Linked DNA regions of Sus scrofa: regions 1, 3 and 4 are each linked to region 2. A link is a contact called in public Hi-C, HiChIP or PLAC-seq and promoter capture Hi-C data. All regions are on one chromosome and are shown on one strand. The core of a region is the stretch at or near the end of the contact, and the rest is flanking DNA. Distances in the headings are between cores, read along the strand shown.

Region 1 (4,966 bases), core at 1,791-4,290, 230 kb after region 2:
AAGGGTCCAGGGACTCCGGGTGAGTTCTGCCCTCTGGAGGGGTCCGACTGCGAAGGGAGGGCTGATTTTCTGAGCATCTTCTAGGCAGGGCCCTCTCTACCATCATCTCATTTCATCCTGGCTTGGGGATACTGGGGCCCCAAGATACTTTCTGGGTAAGCCTGCAGAAAACCCTGGCTGCCTCATTCTTCAGCTCGAGGCAGGCCTGTGCAGCCCCAGGCTGGACTCCAGGAATGTAGGCTGAGGTACAGTGGGCTCTGCCCACGGAGAATGATTAACTGCGCCTCTCCAGGCTTCAGCCTCTCCAGCCCTTGAGCTCTGTCCCTGTTCACACACCCTGTTTTCCTGCATGCATTCCTTTCCCCACGCTGTTCCCTCCTCTGGCTGGCACATCTTTTTAGGACATCGTCAATGCCAACTATGCAGGAAGTGAGTGGTGAAGTTAGTTCTCCCTCCCAGGTCCGCCTCCAGCTTTCTCTATCCCTGACCCCACCCTCCACTCTCACCCAAACCTGGATTTGATTCTGCTCTTCGTGCCTGTGCCTTTGCTGTCCTCCAACAGACCCAGAGCTGTTTGAGGGCCAGGGATAGGGTGACGGGCCTGGGTCTTGATGCCCCGGATAGGGCCAGCACTGAGCGAGCCCTGAGGAGGGGTTGCTGAATGAATGAGTGAGTGACCAAATGAAGGGGCGAGATTGGGGCTGTATGGAGGCATGTCTGGGAGGGGCTGAGAGCCATCTCTAAGTGACAGGTTTCATTGCAGCTGCCTGACTAGCTGAGTGGCAGAAAGATGAGGCTGACACATGAAGCTGCCTTGGCAGGGAACGATGGTGGTGGCGGGTGCGGGTGGCGGCAGGGGGAGGTGGGGGAGGACAGAGCCAGGCAGTTCTGGGGGGTGGAGGGGCCCTGGCACGGAGTCAGATTGGTCCATTCAAACGTGACTCCCTCTACTTGCCAGCTGCCCTCAGCTTGTCATGTACTCCATTGAGCTTCCGTCAAGAGGCAGCTCATGGAAGGAGACTGACAGCTGGCCCACAGATGCTGATGCCTGTTGTCCCTCCCTGTCTCAGCTGAGCATGGTCTCAGAAAGCTGCCCAATGGCCAGCAAGTGGCCAAGCAGTAACCCTTGGGATTCCAAGAGGCAGCACAGAGAGTTTAGAATGAGCCTGGGAAGAGCAAAGATAAAGCTGCGTGTGAAAGTCTCGGAAAGGGGCCAGGGCATCTGTGGGCTTGCCAGGGCTGGGAGCAGAGCTTGGGTGCCCTCCCTCCTCTGAATGACCTTCGAGCATAGTATCTATGTGTTGACATGGGACGGGCAAGGGCTGGATCTGTCTCTGGCCCCCTCAGCTGCCCTGCTGTTCTGGGCACTGCTTGGAAGCATCTACCCAGCTGCCCTCTGGGGTGGGTGTGGGAGTGGGCATGTTCCCCCTTGGCCTGGATGCCCGGGGAGGAGTGAGCCAAGTGTCATGCCTCCGGAGTGGGAATGCGAGGCCCACCGGTGCTTGAACTTTCAAAGTTAGGTTGATGGTATAGATAGCGGTAGGGGGGAGGGATTGGGCCAGCTTGGAGGGGTTCATCTCTCTCCCACCCAATAAAGAGATGCTGGAGGAAGGGGTGTAGAGATAGGTCTTGGGAATTAGGAGGAGGAGCGGGGGTTGAGGTGGTGGCTCAGCTTCATGGTGAAGCAGAGTGTCCTTGAAGAGGGGCTGAGAATGGAGTGGGGGGCATTGGGGCTGACAGTTATAGAACCCCCACAATGGATCAGGGGCCTCATATTCATCATTTGGCTTAATCATCTAAACAAGCCTTTGAAATCCATTCCAAACTTCTCATTTTTATAGAGGAAGAATCTGAGGGTCAGAGAGGACCCTCTAGCCAGGGACAACTGAGCTGAGATTGGAAACCACATCTCTCTGGACCCACTGGCTTTGTCCCACAGTACTAGGCTGGGGCTGTGTAAGAAACTAGGACACTGTCTGGACTTCCCAGAGTTTTTAGGAGGGACTGGGGTTCTGCCAAGTGGGCTGTTGTCCTAGGGATAGAAGAAGAGAAGCCCCGGCACAGCCTGTCTCATCTGCTGAATGAATAAAGAAGCTGGACTCTAAGAGCAGCTCTAACCCAGATGCCAAACAGCCAGGGAGAGGTTTGGGGGAGGGGGCAGCAGCCAGGGGCATCCCAGTACCCAGCTCCCCCTACCTTTCCTAGTGGTCCAGGAATAGAACAGACAGAAGCTGTATCAACTTGGCCTGACCCTGCAGACCCATCCCTGGCTGCCAAAGGGCTCCTAGTTCTGGCAGGAAGCCTCGGGAACAGGTCTAGGGGGAGGGCAGTGACCCAGCAAGGGCTGCCCCTTACCTGACCTTGAGCATCAGGACATGGGGGGCGATATTGCTGAGGCCGAGTGAGGTATGGGAGCTCAGGCCAGTATAGGGGGTGTCAAGGGGCAAAGGCCATGCCCAGTCTCCCTGCTACCCCAGGTGATGCCAAAGTAGCAAGGAAGAGAGCAGTGGGGACTGGGCCAGAAGCCTCTCCTCTAGTCTCATCCCCAGGGCGGCCCCAGGTCCCCCAGCAGAGCCATCTGGAAGGTCCTGTGGTGAGGGCACCAGGTCCCACCACCTGCTGCTATCTGTCCCCAACTTCTCCCGCCCGCTGGCAGCACACAGGCTGTTGCCCAGCCCTACCGGGTGTGCCTCTCGGGCTCCACCCTGGGTGTACCCACCTCCTCCCCGTGGGCCTGGCCTAGAGCCCACACTCACCATGCGTCCGTTGGGGACGCCCAGGTGCTTGGGCTTCCCCGGCATGCCGCTGCTCTTCACGGGTCCCTGCCACGGGAGGCGCCCACCATGGGGACTTCGGGCAGCGCCGGTCAGAGCTTTCACGGTGATGGGCAGGCGGCAGAGAGAGCCCAGCTCCGCTCCTGCGGGCCCTCACATCCTGAAACACCAGCTCACTACCTCTTTTCTCTGCCACAGGAAGCGTCTCTATAGAAACCGAACCACAGAAAGAAGCAAGGTCTAAGAGAGCGAATGCTTCTTCCTACATTCACACACACACACACACACACACACACACACACATGCACACGCACACGCACACACACATTCACGCGCCCGCGCGCACATGCTGCCAACACACCCTTGGCAGTGCTCTACTCAGGCACCAACACAGAGCAGGGGCCTCTGTGTGCCCAGCGAGGAGCCCAGCCTGGTCTGGCGCAGACCGGGGAGCTCCATAGGCATGTCTGGGCACAGAAGTGCCTGTTCACACACCTGGAAAACTTTGTACACCCTGCTGGGGCTTCTGTGGACATGGGAACTTGTGCACCAGGACCTGAATGTCCACTCGTCTACATTACTCAGCACACACCTATCCCACACCTGCTGTGTGCTGAGCATGCACACACTCAGTGCCCCTCCCCCTGGCAGCTGGGTGCATTACTACCTCTGTCCTGAGACACCTTTGGGCTCTCCCTCCCAGGTCTATGCCCAGGTGTACAGACAAATGGATACATCTCATGCATGGTCACATACACACAAGATCCTTCAGGTGTGCGGGTTCTCCCTTGTCAGGTATACCTGGGCCTTCAGTCATGAGTGTGCCCAGTCCCTCGGACAGATGCATGTGACAGGCACACCTGCACAAGGCACATATGAACCCAGTGACCTTTGCAACCAGGTGTGCACGTGCTTGCCCAGCTGGGCAGGGAATGGACCAGGTGCATCTGTGCCCAAAGATGTGTGTGTGCATTCATAGTCACTCATAAAAGTCCCACTTTTGTGAAGTACTGTTGACTGAAGAGGGGTAGTCTGCCTCCTCAGCCCTGGCCCAGTCCCAGTCCCTTTAGCCAGGGTCCTTATTGGCTTTTTTTTGCCCCCCCCCCTTTTAGGGCCACACCCATGGCATATGGAGGTTCCCAGGCTTTGAGTCGAGTTGGAGCTACAGCTTCTGGCCTACACCACAGGCACAGCAATGTGGGATCCGAGTCACATTTGCAACCTACACCACAGCTCATGGCAACACCAGACCCACTGAGCAAGGTCAGGGACTGAACCCGCATCCTCACGGATACTAGTTGGATTCATTTCTGCTGTGCCACAGTGGGAATTCCCTTTCCCTTTTTTTCCTTTTTTTTTTTTTGGCCATGCCTGTGTCATGCAGAAGTTTTTGGGCCAGGGATCGAACCTGAACTACAGCAGTGACCTGACCCATGACAATGATAATGCCAGATCCTTAACCCACTGAGCCGCCAGGGAAATCCCTGGCCTCTTTCTTACATATGTATGTACCCACGAAGACTTGTATTTTACTGAAGTTTGGGCTTTCCTAGAGCCCTGAAGTTACCAGGCACTACAGTTTGGGCCCCACTTTCTGCAAGGAAAAGGTGACACCCCATCTTTCGTATTCTACCCTCTATTCCACTCCCCCTTCCTTCTAAGGCCATGACTTGAATATTTCAGAAGCAGAAAATAAGTGACTCTTCACCATAAATTCAGGTCCTTTTCCTCCTGGGCACATTGCTAAACTTTAATTTCCCAGGCTTCCTCACAGTCAGGTGTGGCTATGTGCTGCCTAGTTCCTACCAACTGAACGCGAGTGGAGTGATGACGTGTACCAAGGCTATCGGGTGCTCTGTGCCCTCTGCCTTCTCTCCTTCCCCTTTAGCTGGCTGGATACAGGAGATGACGAAGCCCTAGGGGATGGTGGAGCCGTAAGAAGGAAGGAGCCTGGGCCTCTGCATTTGTGTAAGAAGGCAAGTCCACAGGCACCAAAAACACAAGCTTTGGACAGTTAAGGGAGAGAGAAAAATTATCTTGTTCAAGCCATTGTATACATTAGGGTTTACTTTTTTTTGGTCTTTTGTGTTTTTAGGGCCGTACCTGCAGCACATGGAGGTTCCCAGGCTAGGGGTCTAATCAGAGTTGTAGCTGCCGGCCTACACCACAGCCACAGCAACTCTGGACCCTTA
Region 2 (5,318 bases), core at 2,487-4,986:
TGCCTGAGTCCTGGCTAGATCAAGAGGGCAGGGACGAGACTCCTTGTCCCTTGCACTTGCCCTTTCCCAGGACAATGGCTCATGATGGCAGGAGCCCCATCTTTGAGATCCCACCCACTTCCACTTCAGGGGAGATCCACCTTCTCCCCTGAAGGTTCACCCTCAGCAGAAACATTGGGTTCATCCTGCTTCTCACTTCAGAAAGCTCCCCAAAACAAGCCTGTGTGCTGGCATCAAGCCCCCTTGAAAAAATCACTATTTACTCTGGGAAGATCAGGTCTGTCTCCAAACTAATGTCAGGCCCAAAACAACAGTGATGGTTCACTAAATGTGTCTCAAAGCTTCAGTCCAAGGGGCAGCCCATGTGACAAGAGATGAGAGACAGAAGAGGGAAAGAAAGATGAGGGCCAGGAACACGCTCAGGCTCACTTCAGAAACTGGAAAAATAGCGGAATATCTTAGACTTTGAGGTAGTGCTGGGAGAGACTGCCCTTTGGGCTGTGAAGTACAAAGAAATGGATGGAATTCACCTGATTTCTTTGCCCCTCTTCCTTCAAGTTCCTGAGGACAGTGAAGGAGCTGAGGAATCCAAGAAAAGGAAAGCTCCTCTACTCTGAGGTAATCTGCAAAGCAATCTACTGTATAAGCTCTGAGAGTCACCAACTAGCTACCAGGTCATATAGACTCACCTCCTAAGTGCCCTTGGTCCTTCCTCACCCACTGCCTCTATTTTATCTCAAGTCTCATCTGGTCCTTGCCTTGTTCAGACCCATTCAATATCATGGATGATCCTCCTTTGCTCAAGAGGTAATGGCCAAATTCCTTGGCCTCAAGGTCACAATCCTGTGTGACCCGGCTCATCTCCAGTTGCTCCTTGTTATTCACCCAGTGCTACACATAGGGAAACTCAGACTTTCTCCACTCACCAGATTCCTTCCTGTACCAGCCCTCACAAAGCCTGCTGCTTCTGCCTAAAATGACTTCCCTTATTCTATCTGCCTGGAAGCACCCCAATGATCCTTCAGGGCCAAACTCTAACACCATGGCCCGCACTGTGACCCCTGCTCCTGTCACATGGACATAAACTGAAATACATATATCCTCCTTTGTGTTCCCATGGTTTCCAGTAGTGCCCTCTTTGAATCCTTTATATATATATATATATATATATATATATATATACATTTTCTTTTTTTTTTTTTTTTTGTCTTTTTGCCTTTTCTAGGGCTGCTTCCCGCGGCATATGGAGGTTCCCAAGCTAGGGGTCTAATCGGAGCTCTGGCCGCTGGCCTACGCCAGAGCCACAGCAACGCAGGATCTGAGCCACGTCTTCGACCAACACCACAGCTCACAGCAACACCGGATCCTTAACCCACTAAGCAAGGCCAGGGATCAAGCCCGAAACCTCATGGTTCCTAGTTGGATTCGTTAACCACTGCGCCACGACGGGAACTCCAAAGCCTTTGGAATTCTGAAATCATCTGTGTCCCTGCTTGTCTTCCCCATTGGTAATCAGATTCATATCTGTGCCCACAGCACAAGTCACACAGCAGAGGACTTGCTAAGTGAGTTATAGGAAGGGTTCAAGCATTCAGGGCATGCTTGCCAAATACAAGAGCCAGATCAACTTCTGCCTCTCTCTTGAGGCACAACTGCCAACTTGGAAGCCAGCAGCCCTGAGACCAGGCGCGGGTCCCATACGCAGCAGAGAAGGGGCCTGGTAGGACACCCTCACAGGCTTCTGACTTACCCCCCGTTGTCCTGTGGTGGGGGTTTCCGCTGGGGAGGAGCAAAGGCCAATCCTGCCAGTGGCCTGGTAAGTCTGGAACCTCTACAGATTCTCTCTTTGGGTTCTTTCTTGGGGTGGGGTAGAGGCCAGGGAGAGGGACACTGGGCAATATCCCACCTTGGGGGAAGAAGCAGTGACCATTATCTGGGAGAATGGCATGGATTGGGCATTCCATGCACTTCCACATGCTGATCCCTCAGTCCAGCCTTTCCTTCCTCCCAGGATACATACTCATGGGCACTCTCTTCCTGTGCCCCAAACCATTGAACAACCGAATTTAGAGCCGAATTTAGTGTCCTCTGGACCTTGGACACTGAGAAAAGTTGCTCCTTGTGCCACCTGGTGGCAAACTTTAGATCTGCAGTCTCAGCTGCTCCCAGACCCAGGCCACTCTGGTTCTGGGGAGGCAGACTGGAAGAGGTTTTGTCTACATCATCAGTCTGTGCCCAAGGCTAATGAGAGGCAGATTCAAACCCATACAGACTGGTTCCAGTGCCATAATTCTTAACTGCTACAATAGCCTGCATCTGTTGCACGGATCTTTGTACCTGTGGGTCAAAAGTAGCACTGACATTGGTAAAGTTTTCTGGGAGCATGGTTATGTTCCAAAAGTTTATGGGAAGGAATTGGGAACTGGACATTCTCCTCCATTACCTTTCCTTTCTTCTCTCACACAAACCTTAGTGGTACAGGTTTGACTACTCAGCTGCTCTGGTGTCAGCACCTTCAAGCTGCAAAAGCAACTGGAAGTCAACTGGCATCTCCTCTATGCCAAGCAGTGTCAAGAGTTTTACATATATGACTTCCTTTCATCCTCAGATAGACTTGAAGAGCAGATATTATGATCCCTGTTTCAGAGATGGAAAAGCTGAGGAGAAAGATTTAAGTCTGCTTCTGGTCACATGGCTATCAAAGAGGATTCCTGTCCAGGCCTAAATCCACAGTCCAGGCTTTCTACCATAGTCCTGTCTTCTCGCTTCAACACAAAGTCTGAAAAATCCCCAAAGATTAAAGAGTTGTGCCCACTCTATTCCAGTCGTTAGGCATCTGGCAAACTTAAGAGACATAAAGAAAATGAGGTGACATCCACTCACTAGGTAGATCCACCATCATGTGTTCTAGTGAGCAGAGTTTTGGCAGTTCATCTCAAAACTGAAGTGTGGGTGTCCTTCCAAATGTAAACGGCCAAATAGCTCTCCTCTACCTCCCATTTTGCTTTAGTGGTAATCACTAGCTAAGGTCTGGGTCAAGCTCACACCCAACACAAGGGGCAGACCACATTCAAGCACAGCTACACCGGAAATGAACTAACGTTGCAGTCTGAGGAGTGTTTAGTCTCCGCCAGGCAGTGGCCAGCCAGGCAGAGCATAGAGCTTCTGTTGGGTGTATTCTTCTGGGCAGTCAGAAAAGACTGGGGAAGCATGAGGAGGGAGGGTAGGGTCTACGGCAACGTGGATGTGATGCGGGATGCAGAGACCAGAGAAAGACAGAACCTCTGAAACCAGAGACAGACAGAGAGACATCCACTGAGGGAGGCCAACGAAGCCAGAGACCTGCACGATGATAGAGGCCAGTGGAAAAACACAGAAACCCATGAGAGAAAGAGACTCGAACAGAGGGATAGAAACTCACAAAGGGAAGTCAACGGAGAAATACAGACCTGCTGCGTGAGGAAGACCTGCGGAGTGACGGGGACTGGTAGAGACAGAGACCTACACACAGAGAGACAGAGACGCGAATACAGAGAGAGCAGTGACCCACAAGGAGAACCACAAACCCTCAGAGAGCCCCGCAGAGACGGAGACGCGACGGCCTCGGGCTGCTGAATCCCACGGGGCGGCCCGGAAAGGATCGGCACCCGGGAGGACGTGGCCCGGGCCGGCCACCGCCGCTCACCTGCCGTCCTCCCAGGGCAACTGAGCCGCTTTCCTCCGGGAGGGGAACATCGTTGGGGGAGGCGGCGGCGCATGGAGCTCTAGCTCCGAGCCGGGCCAGCCCGGCCTCCCCGGCCTACGCGGCGCCTCCGCCTCCCGCCCCGCCCAGGCCCGTCCGCCCCGCCCCTGGGTCCGCTGGGTCCGCTGCTCCGGCCGAGCCGTGTGCTCCCCGGAGCTGCAGCGTCAAAGGTTCCGCGTCCGGAGGAACACGTGAGCGCTCCAACCGCCTGAACTGCTGTTTTCCGAGAACCGCTTAACATCCCGAGAAATTGGGACCCCAGGGAGGGCTCAAGTCAATGGTCTGGGACTGGACTAAGACCACAAACTTCCAAATCAGCGCCCTGGATCTCCTGCGTCTTCCTCCTCTTCCCAAGGGAAGGCAGGGAGCGTCTGAGCCGCGGTCAACCCAGGTGCAACAAGCTTGGATGGGGACAGAGCCAAGTGCAGGGTTCACCTGGGGTTCGGGCAATACCCTAAGTGATACCCCAAGTAGTAGTTAGGAGCGGCACTAAAGGCAAATTGACTGTATTTGAAACCTGATTCTGCCAATTTGGCTGTTTGGGAGCAAGGCACAATATTTTGCTTCTGTTTCCTCACCTAAGTAAATTGTTCTGATCTATATGGTTACTGTGAGGATTAAAGGAGAGAAAATGCAAACACTTGGTACAGTGATGGGCACAATAGTCAACGCTATATAAATGATAAATGTCATCCAGGGGAGGAGTACTTAGGTGGAGCTGAGGTGAGTACTTAAGAAGGGCATAGAAGATAGATTTCCCATATCTGACCTGTCACTGTAATTTAGCCCTATGCTGGGCCAGCTTCCCTCCTGGGAAGAGAGAGTGGCAATGTTATTAGACTTAATCTCTGTTCTTCCAGGCAAATTTTGTTTCCTAATAAATAGCTAACATGCATTGAGTTGTGACTATGTGCCAGTCATTGTTTTAAATTCTTTGCTACTGTCAGAGTTCCCATCGTGGCGCAGCATTAATGAATCTGGGTCTGATTCCTGGCCTCGCTCAGTGTGTTAAGGATCTGGCATTGCTGTGAGCTGTGGTGTAGGTTGCAGATGTGGCTCAGAGCTGATGTTGCTGTGCCTGTGGCGTAGGCCGACAGCCATAGCTCCAATTCAACCCCTAGCCTGGGAACCTCCATATGCCTTGGTTGCGGCCCTAAAAAGCAAAAATAGATACTTTACTATTGTTAACTCAATCTATTCTTGTGAGTATGGTACTTACTATGCCCACTTTTTTTTTTTTTTTTTTTTGTCTTTTTGCCATTTCTTGGGCTGCTCCCTCGCCATATAGAGGTTCCCAGGCTAGGGGTCCAATCAGAGCTGTAGCCGCCGGCCTACACCAGAGCCACAGCAACTCGGGATCAATCTGAGCCGCGTCTGCAACCTACAACACAACTCACAGCAACGCTGGATCCTTAACCCACTGAGCAAGGCCAGGGATCGAACCTGCAACCTCATGGTTCCTAGTTGGATTCGTTAACCACTGAGCCACGACGGGAACTCTGTGCCCCCTTTAAAGATGAGGTAACTGAGGAGTTTTCTAGGTGGCTCAGTGGGTTAAGTATCTGGTATTGTCACT
Region 3 (5,645 bases), core at 2,368-4,867, 140 kb before region 2:
AAAAAACCAAAAGCCAAAAAACTGACACTTATGACCTGGACAGGCCAAGATTCCTGCACTTTAACTGTGCAGACACATGTCATAACCTTTGAGCTGAAGTTGGAGTTCCCTGGTGGCCTAGTGGTTAGGGACTCAGTGTTGTTACCACTGTGGCCCAGGAACTTCCACATGCTGTGAGCACAGCCAATAAATAAATAAGGAGTTCCCATTTTAGTGCAGTGGAAATGAATCCAACTAGCATCCATGAGGCCAAGGGTTCGATTACTGGCCTCGATCAGTGGGTCAAGGATCTGGCATTGCTGTGTGCTGTGCTGTAGTTCACAGATATGGCTCAGACCCCACATTGCTGTGGCTGTGGCATAGGCCAGCCACACGTAGCTCCAATTTGACCTCTAGCCTGGGAACTTCCATATGCCGAGGGTACGGCCCTAAAAAAGCAAAACAAACAAAACAAAAAAGCAAATAAAGTTGAACACCAGGTCACAGGAGATGAGCAAAGCACGAGCTTGGAGCCTATCAGATCAGGGTTCAAATTCAGCTTTGTGTGCACTTGTTGGAGAGATCACCTTTATAAGCCCCAGCAAATTGTGAATAATAAACATTCTTTGTGAGCCCTGAATGTGATATTATATGTAATATGCTTGGCACATAAATGTTAATTCCTCCTTCCATGTGAGAACTGAGAGGCCTTCATAACTGAGACCTTGGTGAGGTCAGTCAAGCAAATTTGCTTGAATTGGGTTTCTTTGTAATGAAATTCTCTGCAGAGTTCATCTTGCCCTGTGCCCACGTCTGGGAGCACCTTCCCCTTTGCACACTGTCACTCGCCCTACAAGGCTGAAAAAGGAATGGAAAACCACCCTGCAGAGCCCTGTCAGCTGTATGTTTAGAGGAGCTCTGCTCTCACAGCCCCACCGGTCATTTGGAGAAGGGTACCCAGGAAGGGCCAGACTATTATTGCCAGACTCAGGAGGAGGGAGGAGGGAGAAGGCAGGGGAAGGCTTGGGGTGTGAAATGGTACAGTGAAGTGGTGGACAGTAAGGCAAAGCTGACAGCAACCACTGGTCCTAAAACTCAGAAGAAGCTATCTTTTTTCTTTCTTTTTTTCTTTTTTTTTTTTTTTTTGGTCTTTTTGCCTTTTCTGGGGCTGCTCCTGTGGCATGTGGAGATTCCCAGGCTAGGGGTCGAATCGGAGCTGTAGCTGCTGGCCTACACCAGAGCCACAGTAACGCGGGATCTGAGGCATGTCTGCAGCCTACACCACAGCTCATGGCAACACCGGGTCCTTAACCCACCAAGCAAGGCCAGGGATTGAACCCACAACCTCATTGTTCCTAGTCGGATTCGTTAACCACTGCGCCACAATGGGAACTCCAGAAGCTATCTTTTCTTAAGAAATTCCAAAGTAAAAACATTCAAAAGGTCGACTGGGGGAGGGGGGGCATACCCACAACATGCAGCAGTTCCCGGGCCAGGGATAGAACCCATGCCATAGCAGTGACCTAAGCCATAGAAGTGATAACACCAAATCCTTAACTACTGGGTTACCTGGGAACTCCTTAAAAGGCCAATTTTTGGTTACATTGTGCACACAAACTTTGTTTATTTTCAAAAAAAATTTTGTTGCTTGTATAACACATGTTCAATTGATACATTTTTCTGTTTGTGAAATTACTTGGGATCTATGTAGCATGGATTGCATCCTAATTTTTCTTATTAAAAAATACTTTTTTTTTTTTTCTTTTTAGGGCTGCACCGGAGGCATATGGAGGCTCCCAGGTTAGGGGTCTAATCGGAGCTGTAGCTGCTGGCCTATATCACAACCACAGCAATGCCGGGTCCTTAACACACTGAGCAAGGGCAGGGATCCAACATGCATCCTCATGGATCCTAGTCAGGTTCATTAACGGCTGAGCCACAAAGGGAACTCCATAATCATATATTTTTAAATGTTTTGTTTCCACAGAGCCAGGATGGGAACTCCTAAAATACTAAAAAAAAAATTTTAAAAAACAGTATTATGTAATGACTGCACTTGGTTGCGAGGTTAAAAGGTCAGGCTTTCGGTTGGCTTGACTGCCATGCGCTGGCAAGCCACCTGCAGACTTCTAAAGTTCCACTTTCAGGAGTTCCCATCATGGCTCAGCTATAACAAACCTGACTAGGATCCATGAGGACTTGGGTTTGATCCCTGGCCCCCGCTCAGTGGGTTAAGGATCTAGCTGTGCCGTGAGCTGTGGTATAGGTCACAGACGCTGCTCAGATCTGGCATTGCTGTGGCTGTGGTGTAGGCCTGTGGCTACCGCTCTGATACAACCCCTAATCTGGGAACTTCCATAGGCAGTGGGTGAAGCACTAAAAAGAAAAAAAAAAAAAAATTTCCACTTTCTGGGCTGTTCCACCACCACAAAAATGGAGGGCCTAACACCGCATGATCAAGGCAACTGACTTACAGCAACGATCTAATTAATATCCACCCAATAGGACACAAGAAATAAGGCAGAGGTACAAGATCCACCCTGGTCTAGGCCTGCTTGCCTCTCCAGCGGCACCATCCACTAATCCTCTACAGATAACTACACACAGAGTGCCTACTCAGAGCTCTCCCCACGACGCCCCAACTTCTCAGCTTCAGTGTTCAAGCCTTCTTCTGCAGTTCCCGCTGTCTCCGCAATGCCTCCCCTGTGCGTGATGCCAGGCAGTGGTAGGAACGATGAGGAAAACAGAGGGTTAGGGGATGCCGATGCAAGGTGAGCCTGAACTGCAATTTTTTTTTTCCCATGCCAGTGGAAGTTCCCGCCGCCAGAGACGGAACCCGCGCCACAGAAGCAACAGTGACAACACTGGATCCTTAACTAGCTACGCTACAAGGGAACTCCCAAGGACTGGAATTTTAGGTTAAGTGTGGTCAGGAAAATCTCCCACATGGGTAACACCTGAGCAGGTCTCTGCGGGAAGGGCGGGAAAGAAAGTCACCGGCTCTCTGGGGAAAAGCGGTCCAGATCGAGGCACTCAATGAATGGGGCCATCCCTTACCAGGAAAGAGAGCAGAGCGTGAGAAATCGTGCTAGAACGAAGAAATCGTTATCAATTAAGTTAAGGCTTTACTTTAACCTTAGTACCTAGGGTATACGCCACCAGGACCGGCTCTGGACCCGGGACCTGACCAGGCTCGGCACTGCCCATTGGAGGGATCAGATTCTAAGGAGGTGTGGAATCACACTGGGCCGACCTCTGGTAGCAGAACCCGCCCTTTAAGCTAGGATCCGTCCTTTTAGACTTGGTCACGCCCCCCACAGGTACAGCCTCCGCCCCCTCGTCTCCAGTATGGTTGACGCGCAACTCTCAGACGAGCCAGACGAGCCGAGGCAGCCGTCCCAGTCCCTCTTCTCCTCCTCCAGGCCCCGCCTCCCTCCGGGCTCCGCCCCCTCCCTCAGAGGTCCTCGGACTCCGGCCTTAATCCGCCCCGCCTCAGCTGTGGGAATGGTCCTGCCCCTACCGCCGAGACTCTGCCCCCCGCTCTATATTTAACGAGTTTAGCATCGGTGATTGGTCAGAGTCTGGGACCTGGGTTCCTAATTGGCTGTCGTGTACTGACTGCTTCCCTCAGAGGGGCATGACCCGGAAGCGATTTCTGAAGCGCCGGCCGCGTGTACTCGGTTCTTGGGCACTTGGTTGCCGAGTTGCTGCCATGACCAAAATAAAGGCAGATCCCGACGGGCCGGAGGCCCAGGCAGATGCGTGCTGCGGGGAGCGCACTTATCATGAACTGCTGGTGAATCTGAACCCCATCGCGCAACCCCTGGCTTCTCGCAAACTGACACGGAAGCTCTACAAATGCATCAAGAAAGGTGCGGTGGTGGGATGGATTGGGAGTTTGGGGTTAGCAGATGCAAACCACTGCATTTGGATTGGATAAGCAATGAGATCCTGCTGTATAGCACAGGGAACTATATCTAATCACCTGTGCTGGAGGATAATGTGGAAAAAAGGAATGTATATAAATATATAACAGGATCACTTTGCTATATAGCAGTAGTTGACAGAACATTGTAAGTCAACTATAATAAAAAACTTTTTAAAGAAAATCTACAGCCTCAGAAAATAAATAAAAATTTTAGAAAAGAGAGATGCGGCGGACGCCGGGCAGGGTGGGGACGCTGGTGGTGGCCCAAGGCCCCCGGGGCTGATTCCCCTGTCGTTGCAGCCGTAAAGCAGAAGCAGATTCGGCGCGGGGTGAAGGAGGTTCAGAAATTTATCAACAAAGGCGAAAAAGGGTAAGAACCCCCTACTGCCCGGTTTTGCATTTCTAAACGATGACGAAAGTATCCCTCCTACTTAGTAGGTAAAAGTGCTCTGACTTGCCCTGATATTCAGGTGATTAGTCGGTAAATTCCTTTCAGCACAGATGTCAATACATCACTTGCACGAGCTCTAAGGGACGGCCATGGGGAAAGAGAATTCCAGGGGAAGCCAGTCATATAAGCCAACTCACTTCAGGTAGATCCCAGCTTCATTCATGCAGCCACTATTTACTGTCTGCCCCTTTTCAGGCACTTGCTACAGGAGGAGATAGTGACATTAACCACACAGGATTACAACTTGTCATAGGCAACTACAGAAGGGAAAAAAGTACAGGGTGCGGTGAGAATGACTTCATTACCCTACATCTTCCCTATTTGGCATTTGTCAGATTCAGGAACTTATTTACGTTTCTATCTTATTATTATTATTATTTTTTTTGTCTTTTTAGGGCCGCACCCAAGGCATATGGAGGTTCCCAGGCTAGGGGTTTAATCGGAGCTGTATCCCCAGGCGTACCTCACAGCCACAGCAACATGGGATCCCAGCCACATCTGCGACCTACACCACAGCTCACAGCAATGCCAGATCCTTAACCCACTGAGCAAGGGCAGAGGCCAGGGATCTAACCCACGTCCTCATGGATACACGGTTCATGCCACGACGAGAACCTCCTTACTTATTTACATTCTTACTCCCTTTCTCTCTCACTTATATCAGAAAATAAGTTCTTTGAGGACAGGATGAACCGTCTCACTGCTTTATTTCCTTTCCAGAAGTGTGTGGTACATTGTAGTTGCTCAAGATATAAAAAATGATGGGGGGGTGATGCTAGGTGGGATAGCTGAGGTCTGAAGTTCTAGGAATTTGTGTGGGGGAGGGAGGAGCATTCTGTCAGAGGAAAGTGAATCCCAGGGCAGGAGAGGATAGTAGTGGGCAGAAGTGCTGTCCTCTCATGGGGCTTTGTAAGCCATGGTAAGTTTAGTTTTTGTACTCAGAGCTTTGGAGGCCACTGAGGGTTAAAGCCAGGGCGTGACATAATTACATTTACACCTTAAGAAGATGTTTCTGGAAGCTTTGGGAAGGATAAGAGATGGAAGACTAGATGGGGAAGTTGAGATAGGAGGCTGTTTTGGTGCAGAAGAGGTGAGGGCAATTTTGATTAGGTTAGTGATGGCAGAGATGGAGAGAATTAAAGTGGATGGATGAGAAGACTTTTGGACATACAGTGAAGAGGTATGGATTCGAGGCGAATGGACAGAGGGCCTACTCACTGAGAGAGTGAACAGTGGAAGAGGCTGAGTTTGTACAGGAAGATCACAAGTTTGGTTTTAGACAAGTTT
Region 4 (5,624 bases), core at 46-2,545, 200 kb after region 2:
CCCAGGCTGGGGAAGGCATAGGCTGAGGTCCCTGGGATCCTGTGCAGGACTGGGGAGGGAGGCCGGTCACGAACTTCCTGAGGCCCCGTGTCACTTCGGAGGAGGGGGGAGGGGGGGTGGGGGGGAGAGAGGAGGCCTCACCCGGGATGTGGGCGACCAATCAAGGGCAGGCAGGGACTCAGAGTAGGAATAGCACTCACCCTGCGGGCTGGGCACGTAGGCAAAGGTCGCCCCACGCATCATGTGCCCCCCGCGGACTGGGAGCGGGGAGATAGCCGGGCCCCCCAGCCTCTCTCCGTAGGACATCATCCTGGGTACACTCTGTGGGCCCTGCACATCAGGGGGCCCAAACTGAATGACAACTGCTGTGTCACAGAAACACACACACACAGCCATTCCCCCCCACATCCACACACCCATTCACTCATGTGCACAAACACCCATGGTGTGTGATCCCAAATACACACCCAGAAAAGCACACTCAGGTGGTTGTCACACATTTGGGGATTCGTTCATTCAGTCATTCGTTCGTTCATTCATTCATTCAGCAAGTATTTATTTACTCTATCTCAGGCACTGAGCTCAACGCCAGGGTACAGCTGGCTAATACAGATGCAGCTCTGCCCCCATGAAGCTCAGTGTCTAGTGGGGAGACACATGTCAATGAAATAAGCTCTCAGATAGATGGAACATGACAATGGGAACAAGTGTCCTAATGACAGATACAGGTGCCACCAGAGTGCTTCCTGGGGCCAAGAGATTCACCCTCACAAGTGAAGTGCTTTCCCCATCCATTCCCACCCCCAAGCAATAAAAAAATGTTGGTGATCTTTTTGCCATGAATGAGGCTCAGACCAGGACTGGTTTAATTAAGCAGAACCCTCACCCTGTCCCCAAGTCTGGGAAGACCTCGGCTTGCCTTAGGCCCTCCTGAACTGCCCCAGGAGTTCTCTGCTATTGAGGTGGGAGTGCCCCAGTCTGCTTCAGGACCTCCTCCCTCCACCCCAACATTATTCCAAGGGTCCTGGCTATTAGGATTGGGGGCAGGTATGCAGAGCTGAATGCCGGGCCCTGGAAGAGCATGAGTCCTTTTCACTCTGGGGGAGTGAGCCAGGCTTGGATGGGACTAAGATGTGGTAGGGGACAGGGACGGAGGCATGGTGAGGACAGAGGTGAGGGGCTTGTTTCCACCTAAGTGTTGGGGATGGGTTTAGGATGTGGGGACCCTGGACTCACCTTGGTGTTCTGTGTTTCAGCTCCTGTTCAGCTGCTCAGGGAAGCCCTAGGAAGGGCTGGGAGGGACCAGGAGGGAACCTGGGACCCTCCCCTTTATACCCTCGGGTCAAGGGCAAAGTCCCTAGAACCCTAGCTGCTCTCCCTCTGTTCCCCCGATTAACCTAACCCCCTAGATTCCTCCCAGTTAATTGCTAATCGTCTGCTCTGCAAGGGGGAGTCTGTGGTCAGGCTCTCTCCTCCCCCGCACAGATACTCAGCCTGAACCATGATCCAGATTCAGCAAGGAGAGCACTGAGGCATCCCACACCCCCAGGCAGAGACCCTAATATCACTCAGGTGCCTTGTTCCGAGGGTCCCCTGAGATTTCATGGCTCTGGCCCGTTTTCCTTATTCTTGGCCTGACAGTGCTCCCCAGGGAATGGCCCAAACACCCTTGAGCCTTGCCTTCCATCAGGGTGTCTCTGGGTTTGTCTGTGTGACTTGAGTGGCATTTGGAAAAGAGGGAGAATGTGAGGGAGGAAGCAACAGAAGACACACCCAGAGAGGCTATTTGTGCTGAACTGTGGGACGTCCATGACCACAGATCCAGGATGTGAGCCTGGAGAATGTGAAGCCTCTGGCCAGATAGGGCAGGGCCTGGTCTGCACTTTAGAATGGTCTTGGGGTTGGGGGTGGGGTGGCGTGGTATGTGTCAAAGGGAGCAAGTCCAGGGTGGCACAGCAGGTTAAGGATCTGGTGTTGTCACTGTAGTGGCTCAAGTCACTGCTATGGTGAGAATTCCCTGGCCCTGGAACTTCCACATACTTCGGGCATAACCGATAAAAAGGCAGGGGGTGGGAGGTGTGAGTCTGGAAGGAGAGATTGCTGATGTGATGGTCCAGGTGACAGATGATGAGGTCTGAATCAAAGTGGAAAGAAGAGGGATGGAGAGGAGAGAATGCATCCTAGGGATACTTGGTGTATCTTTTTTCTTTTTCCTTTTTAGGGCCACACCCGAGGCAAATGGAAGTTCCCCATCTAGGGGTTGAATCAGAGCTGCAGCTGCCAGCCTATACCACATCCACAACAACACCAGATCCGAGCTGCCTCTGTGACCTACGCTGCAGCTTGTGGCAACACTGGATCCTTAACCCACTGAGCGAAGCCAGGGGAGGGTGCGAGCAAGAGGAAGTATGTAATGATTGGGTTTCTGGATCAGGAAGCCAATGATGACACAGGTCTGTTGCAGAATTCCTGAAACCCAGACAGGAGGGTTAAGGAGACTTTTTTCTCTTTCTTGGGACCTTGGAGCCTGAGTTTGGGCTTATGATCACAGAGAGATGAGAAGGGGGTGCCCCTTCTAAGGGATTAAGATTTTATCAGATCAGGAGTTCCCATTGTAGCTCAGCAGTTAACGAATCCGACTAGGAACCATGAGGTGGCGGGTTTGATCCCTGGCCTCCCTCAGTGGGTCAAGGATCTGGTGTTGCCATGACCTGTGGTGTAGGTTGCAGATGCAGCCCAGATCCCAAGTTGCTGTGGCTTGTGGTGTAGGCTGGCAGCTACAGCCCCAGTTAGACCCCTAGCCTGGAAATCTCCATATGCCTCAGGTATGGCTCTAGAAAAGATACACACACACACACACACACACACACACACACAAACACGATTTTATCAGATAAAAAAAAATCAAAAGCATAAAAAACTTAAAAAAAAAGTAGGGAGAGTTCCCTGATGGCTCAATGGGTTAAGGGCCAGCATTATCATTGCTGTGGCTCTGGTCACTGCTGTGGCGGGAGTTTGGTCCCTGGCCTGGGAAATTCCACATGCTGCCAAAATAATACATATTTTATCAGATTCAGGAGTGGTGGGTCAACAACTCCTCCTGGTTCACCAGCCACCCTTTGATCCCTCAGGACCCCCTGAGCTATGGCCCTTTGCAACATCTTACACATTTTAGGGTCACTCAGACCCAGCCTTCTCCATCAAAGAGGATGGACATTTTTGAATAGTTCCACCTTAAATATGAGTGCTTAATTTACAGAACTTTGGGGAGTTATCTACCTCATAGAGCTCACAATTGACTCTTTGTCAAAGTGGCTAAAAGCAGAGGAGAGGTCAGCCTGGGTTTTGATCCCAGTGCCACCACATTGTGGTCATAGCAGTTTAGGCCACAGAACCCACAGGGGAGAGGGGTGGGGAGGAGGAGGGAGGGGCAGAGGTACAGCTGGGATTGGGTTGGGGTGGAGTGACCATAAGTCCTGGCTTGCCCGGCCAAGTCTGCATTTATGACTGTTGATTCAGGGTTCCCTTTCACTCTGCAAAGTGCCCTGGTTTGGACAATAAAGCCATGTGGTCTTACGTCTGTTCTGGGAGATTCTGGGGAGTGAAGGCAGGGAATCAGCCACTTGGTGCTTACGAGAAAGGTCTCCATTCATAGCAAAAAGGAAAATAAAAACAATCCTGCTTCTGAGAAACATTGCTGTGATGTTTAGAACAATGACACCTCCTTTTTTAAAAATGAGTTGCCATCTTTATTTTATTTTATTTTTTATTTTTATTTTTTTCCTTTCAGGGCTGCACCTGTGGCATATGGAAGGTCCCCAGCTAGGGGTCCAATTGGAGCTGTAGCTGCCAGCCTATGTCACAGCCACAGCAACGCGGGATCCAAGCCGCATCTTCAAACTACCTCACAGCTCAGGGCAACACTGGATCCTTAACCCACTGAGTGAGGTCAGGGATAGAACCTGCATCCTCATGGATACTCGCCAGATTCGTTTCCGCCGAGCCACAACGGGAACTCCAACAACTCCTTTTTAAGAAGATTCAGATCTTTGACAGTTTTGAAACCTGCCTTCCTTGCCCTCATGGAGTACAGGGTTTAGCGGGATAGGCATTTTTCAGTCAAATGCATCGCAAGATATAACTGCAAAATGCTGTGGACACCCACCACTTCCGAGGATATTTGGTGGCAAGTGGGGTGGCCACTGCCCTAGCAAAAAACGTGGAAAACTTGGGAACTGACCACGGTTGCCTTGGGGGACTCCTGACAGCCTTGGAGATGGTGGCTCTCCATCCCCAGGCGGCTCCGCCCCTCTGATTCTCTCAGCCCAGGCCTGCTCACCGCCTGCCTCCTCCGCATCCGCGACAGCCTCTGGGTGTCTCCCTGAGTGGTGACTCCTGCCCTGTCTGCTCACCTGCACTTTGGCCACCGCCTCCCCCTGGCCTCTGGGCCAGGAGCCTGGAGCGTATGCATGGATGTGGGGGAGGTTGGTGGTGAGGTCTCACACTGAGAAAAGGCAGCCAGGAGGAGAAGCAGTTTTGGAGGAAAGATGCCAAGATCTGTCTGTACTGAACTGTGCCGCTGTGCCTGAGGTGCCTCTGGCGTGAGCAGTTGGAGCTGTGGGTCTGAAGCACACGACGAGCTCCTTCCCCAGAATGGGGCCTCCTGCTGGTTCCAACCTCAGTGAGCAGCTTGTGATCCAGACACAAAGCCAGACACTGAGAAGGCATTTTTTTTTTTTTTTTGGTCTTTTGTCTTTTGTCCTTTTAGGGCCGCACCAGCGGCATATGGAGGTTCCCAGGCTAGGGGTCTAATGGCAGCTGTAGCCGCCAGCCTAGGCCAGAGCCACAGCAACACCAGATCTGAGCTGCGTCTGCGACCTACACCACAGCTCACAGCAACGCCGGATCCTTAACCCGCTGAGCAAGGCCAGGGATCAAACCCTCAACCTCATGGTTCCTAGTCGGATTTGTTTCCGCTGCTCCACAATGGGAACTCCCTGAGCAGGCATCTTTGAAATGTGCTTCTCCTCCACCTCCTGATCTCAAATCCATCCCCCAATTCTCCCAACTCTCCTTTTTCAGGTGCTCCCTAATCCCTTCTCCATCTCTCTAGTCCAGGCATCACCTCTCACCTGGGTTAGGGCCATAGCTTTTCTGTCCTTGCTTCCCCCAATCCAATCTCCAAAAATGCAGCCAGCTAGCTGTTCAAAGCACCAATCTCATCCTGTCACCCCTCTCCCCTTTAAAACCTGCCCCTAAAAAAAAAAAAAAAAAAAAAAAAAATTCCAGTTGTGGCTCAGCAGTAACGAACCTGACTAGTATCCATGAGGATGAGGGTTCGATCCCTGGCCTTGCTCAATGGGTTAAGGATCCTGAGTTGCTGTGGCTGTGGGGTAGGCCAGCAGCTGTAGCTCCGATTCGACCCCTAGCCTGGGAACTTACATTTGCCGCAGGTGAGGCCCTAAAAAGCAAAAAAACAAAAACAAACAAACAAAAAAACAACCAAAAAAACCCACCTGTCCCTCCTAGCCTGAACACCAGCATCCTGTCACAGCCTTGGGGCCCATTGTGACTTGGTTGCCTTGGCCGAGCCCAGAGGTGCACTTACATGTGAGGGAGGGCAG

What was found. Promoter capture Hi-C pulls out the DNA fragments that hold promoters and counts their contacts. A called contact is a pair of places that touch in the nucleus more often than the background predicts. HiChIP or PLAC-seq counts read pairs in DNA pulled down with a chosen protein or histone mark.
Region 1: a promoter capture Hi-C map of liver shows a contact between it and region 2, with 2.3 times the contacts expected there. The contact joins the promoter of RGS14 here to the promoter of B4GALT7 in region 2. A contact is called at or near these places in 1 of 5 promoter capture datasets (liver) and 1 of 2 datasets of contacts at active chromatin or transcription factors (alveolar macrophages).
Region 3: a Hi-C map of liver shows a contact between it and region 2, with 8 times the contacts expected there. The contact joins the promoter of NHP2 here to the promoter of B4GALT7 in region 2. A contact is called at or near these places in 3 of 47 Hi-C or Micro-C datasets (embryonic fibroblasts, liver and skeletal muscle).
Region 4: an H3K27ac HiChIP or PLAC-seq map of alveolar macrophages shows a contact between it and region 2. The contact joins the promoter of SLC34A1 here to the promoter of B4GALT7 in region 2. A contact is called at or near these places in 1 of 5 promoter capture datasets (liver) and 1 of 2 datasets of contacts at active chromatin or transcription factors (alveolar macrophages).

The regions. Positions count from the first base shown.
Region 1 is chr2:80,586,958-80,591,923 of Sscrofa11.1, forward strand. It overlaps RGS14 (regulator of G-protein signaling 14), which reads right to left and starts at 3,041. Exons shown (of 15, transcript XM_005661452.3): 1 at 2,757-3,041. The coding sequence starts at 2,801.
Region 2 is chr2:80,356,142-80,361,459 of Sscrofa11.1, forward strand. It overlaps B4GALT7 (beta-1,4-galactosyltransferase 7), which reads right to left and starts at 3,737. Exons shown (of 6, transcript NM_001168422.1): 1 at 3,686-3,737. The coding sequence starts at 3,735.
Region 3 is chr2:80,219,822-80,225,466 of Sscrofa11.1, forward strand. It overlaps NHP2 (H/ACA ribonucleoprotein complex subunit 2), which reads left to right and starts at 3,618. Exons shown (of 4, transcript XM_003123671.4): 1 at 3,618-3,851; 2 at 4,208-4,277. The coding sequence starts at 3,692.
Region 4 is chr2:80,561,994-80,567,617 of Sscrofa11.1, forward strand. SLC34A1 (solute carrier family 34 member 1) reads right to left here and starts at 1,296. Exons shown (of 13, transcript NM_001044623.1): 1 at 1,237-1,296; 2 at 201-330; 3 at 1-49. The coding sequence starts at 309.